2 separate regions of the Mus musculus genome follow, and region 2 is linked to region 1. The links are chromatin contacts, called in public HiChIP or PLAC-seq maps. All regions are on one chromosome and are shown on one strand. The core of a region is the stretch at or near the end of the contact, and the rest is flanking DNA. Distances in the headings are between cores, read along the strand shown. Region 1 holds the start of Slc26a1 (solute carrier family 26 (sulfate transporter), member 1). Region 2 overlaps Gm35315 (zinc finger protein 431-like).

What was found. HiChIP or PLAC-seq counts read pairs in DNA pulled down with a chosen protein or histone mark.
Region 2: a contact with region 1 is called in an H3K27ac HiChIP or PLAC-seq map of embryonic stem cells, with 4 times the contacts expected there. The contact joins the enhancer-like site here to the promoter of Slc26a1 in region 1. A contact is called at or near these places in 5 of 39 promoter capture datasets (cranial neural crest, hippocampal neurons, liver and 1 more), 1 of 484 Hi-C or Micro-C datasets (frontal cortex) and 2 of 115 datasets of contacts at active chromatin or transcription factors (both in embryonic stem cells).

What each region holds. Positions count from the first base shown.
Region 1 is chr5:108,673,784-108,676,641 of GRCm38.p6, forward strand. Slc26a1 (solute carrier family 26 (sulfate transporter), member 1) reads right to left here and starts at 1,582. Exons shown (of 3, transcript NM_174870.4): 1 at 1,456-1,582; 2 at 1-265. The coding sequence starts at 238. All of the region lies in intron 3 of Idua (iduronidase, alpha-L), which reads left to right.
Region 2 is chr5:110,081,749-110,084,496 of GRCm38.p6, forward strand. The region is part of intron 2 of Gm35315 (zinc finger protein 431-like); the gene reads right to left. Among named protein-coding and RNA genes, the nearest start is that of Gm35315, 12 kb to the right of the region's middle. Within about 2 kb of position 1,438, at least 4 of the 459 cell types and tissues checked have an H3K27ac peak or open chromatin away from gene starts, as enhancers often do. A contact at or near this core is called in embryonic stem cells, where this site is marked.

The sequences.
Region 1 (2,858 bases), core at 332-2,831:
CAATGACCAATCCTGACATGACATCACCTGCTAGGTATTCCTTAAGGCGGTACTGGGGCAGCCAGTGTATGGCAGGAAACAGACCCTGCACCAGAGCCTGAGCACATGGCATACTGCAGGTGCAGCTCTTCTTCAGCCTGGCCTTCAGTGTTTCCAGCAAGCCCTGGGACACAGGGGGCTGCCGTCGGACCAGTACCAGTGTCCCACCCTTCTGTTGGGGCTCAGGAGAAGCATCCATCCTGTCACACCAGGCTCTTTGGCTTATCTGCAAGGGGGAATGGGCATGGTTAGGTGTCTAGGCCCTCAGAGCCCAGGAGCCAGCTTCACAGTGAGTTTTTGTCCACCCAAACACAGACATCAGATATCAGAGCCTGTCCTACTGACGTGAGGTTGTACTTCTGTGTGGGTGAATATAAGGCCTTGAGCTCCAAGATGCTAGTTTTATTGTGAGAGGTGTTTATGGCAGCAGCATGCCTCAGGGAGACATTTGACCTAGCTTCAACCCCAGCAGTGCTCTGTGGTCTACTTAACTCAGCCCCTATGTGAAGTCTGCTGTCTAAAGCATTCTGAAGATCACCTACAAGGGCTAGACTAGGCCTCCACCAGCCCACATATGCCCAAGCCACAATGACAGTAGAGGCAGATGCATCTTGAACTTGAACTCCAACCTCTTCCCACCCACCCACCCACCCACCCACCCACCCAGTCTGGCAAGGGTCTCTGCCAGACACCCAACTTCTACATGAGTTCTCACAAGCCATCACCTGTTCTCCTGTGAACACCATGGACCTGGAGGTTGGCAGAAGACCTTGTATATTGTGTGTGCTAGGGCCCTTGGTCTCTGATAGCCTTCTTCATGAGTTTAGAATGTGTCTCACCAGGCACTAGTGTGCTGTGGAACCAGTGTGCCCATTATGCCAAGTGCTGAATCTCTTCTCAGAGGCTCAAGTACACCGAACAAGCACACTGCTTCACAGATGTCCACCTTTGGCCTGGCTGTCCTAGCCCCTTCTGACCTTGCTGTGGTACTGAAAAATTCTCAGGCTGTGCTGACCACGTGATGGCCTTGGTCCTGTTTACAGGTTCCAAAGTGCTTGTTTGTAATATTAATCAAACACTCTCTGTTCTCTTGCAACCCAGGACATGGTGGTGACTGTTGGAGCCAATTGTGCTTGGCCTGGGTACTGGGATAGCAGCTTCCCTGGTAGGGTGGTTGTCTAGCAGGCATTCTAGCTCTTGAGTAACATTATAAAAACAATGATACATAAGGGTCATTGAACACTCTGAGGCTCACCCCAAGTGTCTAGGGGCTCAGATGTGTGGAGGAAGGACTATAAGTATCACCTGCCTTGTATCTGAACAATCCCCAGAGAAATGGCAATCTAGGTTCCTATTTCTGCCCATTAAGCCACCTTTTCTGGGTCCTGTTGTATGGGTACAAGGGACAGTTCTTACCTGGGGCACCTGGCCGGCTCTGAAGGCTTTGCAATATCCAGGGGCAGCAGTTTGCTGGTGGGCTGATCCTCCAATCACTCTGGCTTAACAGACAGAGAGCTGGTTGGCAGGCACCTCTGAGGCTGATCTGTGGAGAATACTCCGCTGGGCTCACTGTTAAATTATTTACCCAAAAGATAGCTGAGTCATGGGTTTTCCCAGTCAAATGAATGTTACCTGAGCTGCTAATCCGGTGAGCTAATCCAGCAAGTTGTACTATAATCAGAGGCTCACAAGTAATTACGGTTATGTGGGCATGAGATAAACTCCCCTTTACAGAGGGGTGGGTGCTCCAGGTGCAGCCGCTTCTGTCTTGTTATGAGGAAGAGGAGGTGGAGACAGGAGTGGCTGAGGCAGGTTACTTGAGTGTGAGGCCCCAGAGGAACTGCGTGAAATCATGAGATTCTGGGGTCAAATACAGCTGACTCCGCCTCCCCAGATGCTGGTTATCTTCTTTCCACCATCATGGAGACTGTTCTGGCTGGAGTAAGCTGAAGCTCAGGCCCTGTTCCATGTTCCCGAGGGCAGTGCATGCGCAAGGCTACTGTTGTATGTGTACATACTTGTGAGTGAACACACACCTGTGTTGTGCACAGCCTGTCGGCATCAAAATAGGTGTGTTCCTCCCTTGCAGCAGGGATTCTAGATTGCCCTCAGCTTCATCCCCCTTCCTTCCCTCCCCTCCTTAGTACTGACCCCCTGTAATCCTGGTGAGGTACTTGGCCCCCACGTACCTCTGCAGGACATGAGACTTGCCTTGTAAGAATAGCTTAGAGCTAAATGTCCCTTTAACATTAGCTTAAGTAACCAGAGATCTCAGACTTGAGGCGTGCCCCTAAATTCTGTAAGGCTGGTCAGAACCCTCAGATCCACATCTTGTAGTGAGCAATGAGTTTCTCACATTGTGTTTAAGAGTAAGTAGTTTTGTGTAACGGTCTTGCTGTCTTCTGTGGGCTCCTGTATTCCGGGTGCTCTCCCATGATGGAGGTAGTTCTTTTCATTATGGCTAGAAGGCCAGCTAGTCTGGTCTGCTGTCTCCATAGGCCCCAGCACAGTGGGCAGTTTGCTTTGGGGCTGCGCAAAGTGAAGCTGTGTTTTACTCCTCTTATCCCCAAAGGTCTTAAGAATGGGTTTAGGATCAACAATTGTCTTACAGAACCATCTGGGACCCTGAGACTTCATTCTTCCAGGTCAGGGGACAATAAGAATTCAGAGTTCCTTCCAGTTCACAGGTTGGACACTTCTTTGGGACATTGACAGGTCTTGTCCAGTTCCTGCCAGCCATGGGCCTGATCCCAGCCCCACTTGTGGGTGAGATGGGAATGGAATGTGAGTGGAGAGGCCAGAGTGGAAAGCCTGACTGA
Region 2 (2,748 bases), core at 188-2,687, 1.4 Mb after region 1:
CAGAGGCAGGCAGATTTCTGAGTTCGAGGCCAGCCTGGTCTACAAAGTGAGTTCCAGGACAGCCAGGGCTATACAGAGAAACCCTGTCTCAAAAAAAAAAAAAAAAAAAAAAAAAAAAAAAAGGAAAATATTGGCAATGTAAACATTGATCCTAAATCAGCAATATATGGGAGAAGAGATGGCTCACCAGTGAAGAGCTCTTACTGGTCTTGCAAATAACTGAACTCAATTACCAGTACTTGTGTGCCAGGGCTTCACAACTATCCAAGTTCAGAAATTCTGAAGCCATTTTCTGACTATTATGGGGACCAGGTATACATAATGTGCATATTCATGCACACAGGCAAAATACTCATTCATTCAAAAAAATCAAAACAACCACAACAGGTAGGAAGAATGCTATGCACCTGCAATCCAATGACTCAGAAAGCTCAGGCAGTAAAGCTCAGGCAGTATCAATGTCATGAATACTCCCCATCCTGAGAAACAGAAAATTCTCTCTGCCAAATGTCAAAATTCACAACGTGCATGAAGATCAACACAACAGCACATGCTTGACATGTACCAAAATCTACATTGCAAGCCCATCAGTTAATGATATAAAAACAAACAAAGAAAGAAAAAGCCAGGCATGTTGGCCCACATTTAATCCCAGCACTTAGGAGCCAGAGTCAGGTGGACCTTTAAGTTTGAGCCTTGATTGTTCTACACATCTACTTTCAGGACAGCCAGGGCTACATAGAGAAACTTTGTCTTTAAAAACCAAAGCCAAAACAACAAAATTAAAAATATAAAAACACCAGGTTCACAAAATAGTTTAGCATTGAATAACAACTGCTTCAACTGCATCTCATGTAAATTTAGGGATAGAGTCTATAATGGTAAAAGCAAGACAACATGAGAATGAAGCTGACTGATCAGGTTCAACCACAACACAGTACGGACGCACATGCACGCGCATACACACACACACACACACCAGGAAATGGGTTGAAACTATAGACACTCAAATCTCATCCCCAATAAAGAATCTACAAAGGTCCCTCCTAGGAAAGCTTCTTTTTTTTTTTTTTTTTTTTTTTTTGGTTTCTCTGCGTACCTCTGGCTGTCCTGGAACTCACTTTGTAGACCAGGCTGGCCTCGAACTCAGAAATCCGCCTGCCTCTGCCTCCCAAGTGCTGGGATTAAAGGCGTGCGCCACCACACCTGGCTCCTAGGAAAGCTTCTAATGAAAAGACTGTATTGGCCAGAGCCAGGCTGACTCCATGACAGGCTGCAAACTGACAATTTGGGAGACTAGGCCTAAGTTTCTGCTTCCCAGAACTGGAAAAGTCCAAACAAGTCAATTCCAGGAAAACGACCCCTCCCCCAATCATGAGCAGCCAGGAGCTGCCCCTGCCATCAGGCATGAGCCAAGCCTGAGCCAAGAATAGTTAACGAGCAATGGTTCCAGAACATCCCCTAAATTCTCTAGAACCTTGACCAATCCCAAAGACACACACACCCCCTGGGGATTGAGTCAAACAATCGGGATAAAAGTCACCTACTCCTCCCTGGAATTCCCCTAATCGGGTTTAAATGGAGCTTGCAAAGCTCACAAGTCTGTCCCCATCCTGCATGATAGAATTCTGCAGAATAAAATGCTCTTTGCTTTTGCATACTATTTGAGTCTGGGGTCTTCCTTCAGTGATTCTTGGACCCTAACATTATAAGCTCCTCAAAGAAAGCCACAAAAAAAAGAGACAAGTGTTCATAGACAACATTATATCTGGGAGCTCTCTGACTCAATCAGCTACATTCTAACCCTGGTCACTATAGGCTCATGGCCATCCATGATGAAAATGTATTTCGTTTAACTTCAATGATCTTAAGAGTCTGCAGCAACCCATACACTGTTCAGATGTCCAAAGTCTCTTCTGACACTCTTGATTGCCACATCTTGTAAAAAATCAAAACGTAAGTTATATCTTCCCAACATACAAAGGCACAGAATGCCCCCTCCCATCCAATAGAGAGGAATGTGTACATAGTGTGGGAAGACTGGACCAAGGCAGAAAACCCAGCAGGACACACACCACATCCTGTAGCTCTGTCTCAGACACAAGGGGACTCAGTCTCAAAAGGCTTAGATGGCCCTATCCCTGAAACTTCTCATACATCTCTCAGTTTAGTTACTTGCACTCTCTCTATGCCGCTCTCCATGGCAGGTGTCTCCTAGCTTAGGTATCTCAATATGTCCTGGTGTCAGAATGCAACTCAGGCTTTATCCTCACAGATTCATACAACGCACTCTCACAGCATCCTCCCTCACTGGGACTTTGACTCTGCTAAACATAGATGGCTGAAACAGTGATGAACTGAAACCACAGGGGAAGAATCTAGGACCTTACATCTTGTTTCCAGAACTTGGGTGATCCTGCAAGGTTTGGGTTCTAAATTGGGATGGACCATGCCACCTTGGACTACAGTTGTAGCAGGTTTTATATGAATTTCCTTCCTGGATCTAGGAATCACTTTGCCTACTTCTTCCATTGGTTGAAGGCTTAGCAGGAGGGTGTGCTTCCCTTAGGACACCTTCTTAGGCTTTTTTTTTTCTCTGTATAGGCCTGGCTGTCCTGGAACTCACTTTGTAGACCAGGCTGGCCTTGAACTCAGAAATCCGCCTGCCTCTGCCTCCCAAGCGCTGGCTAAGTAAGATTCTTAAGAATACCATCTTGTACATGATTTACACGAGGGAAAAGGAAGATG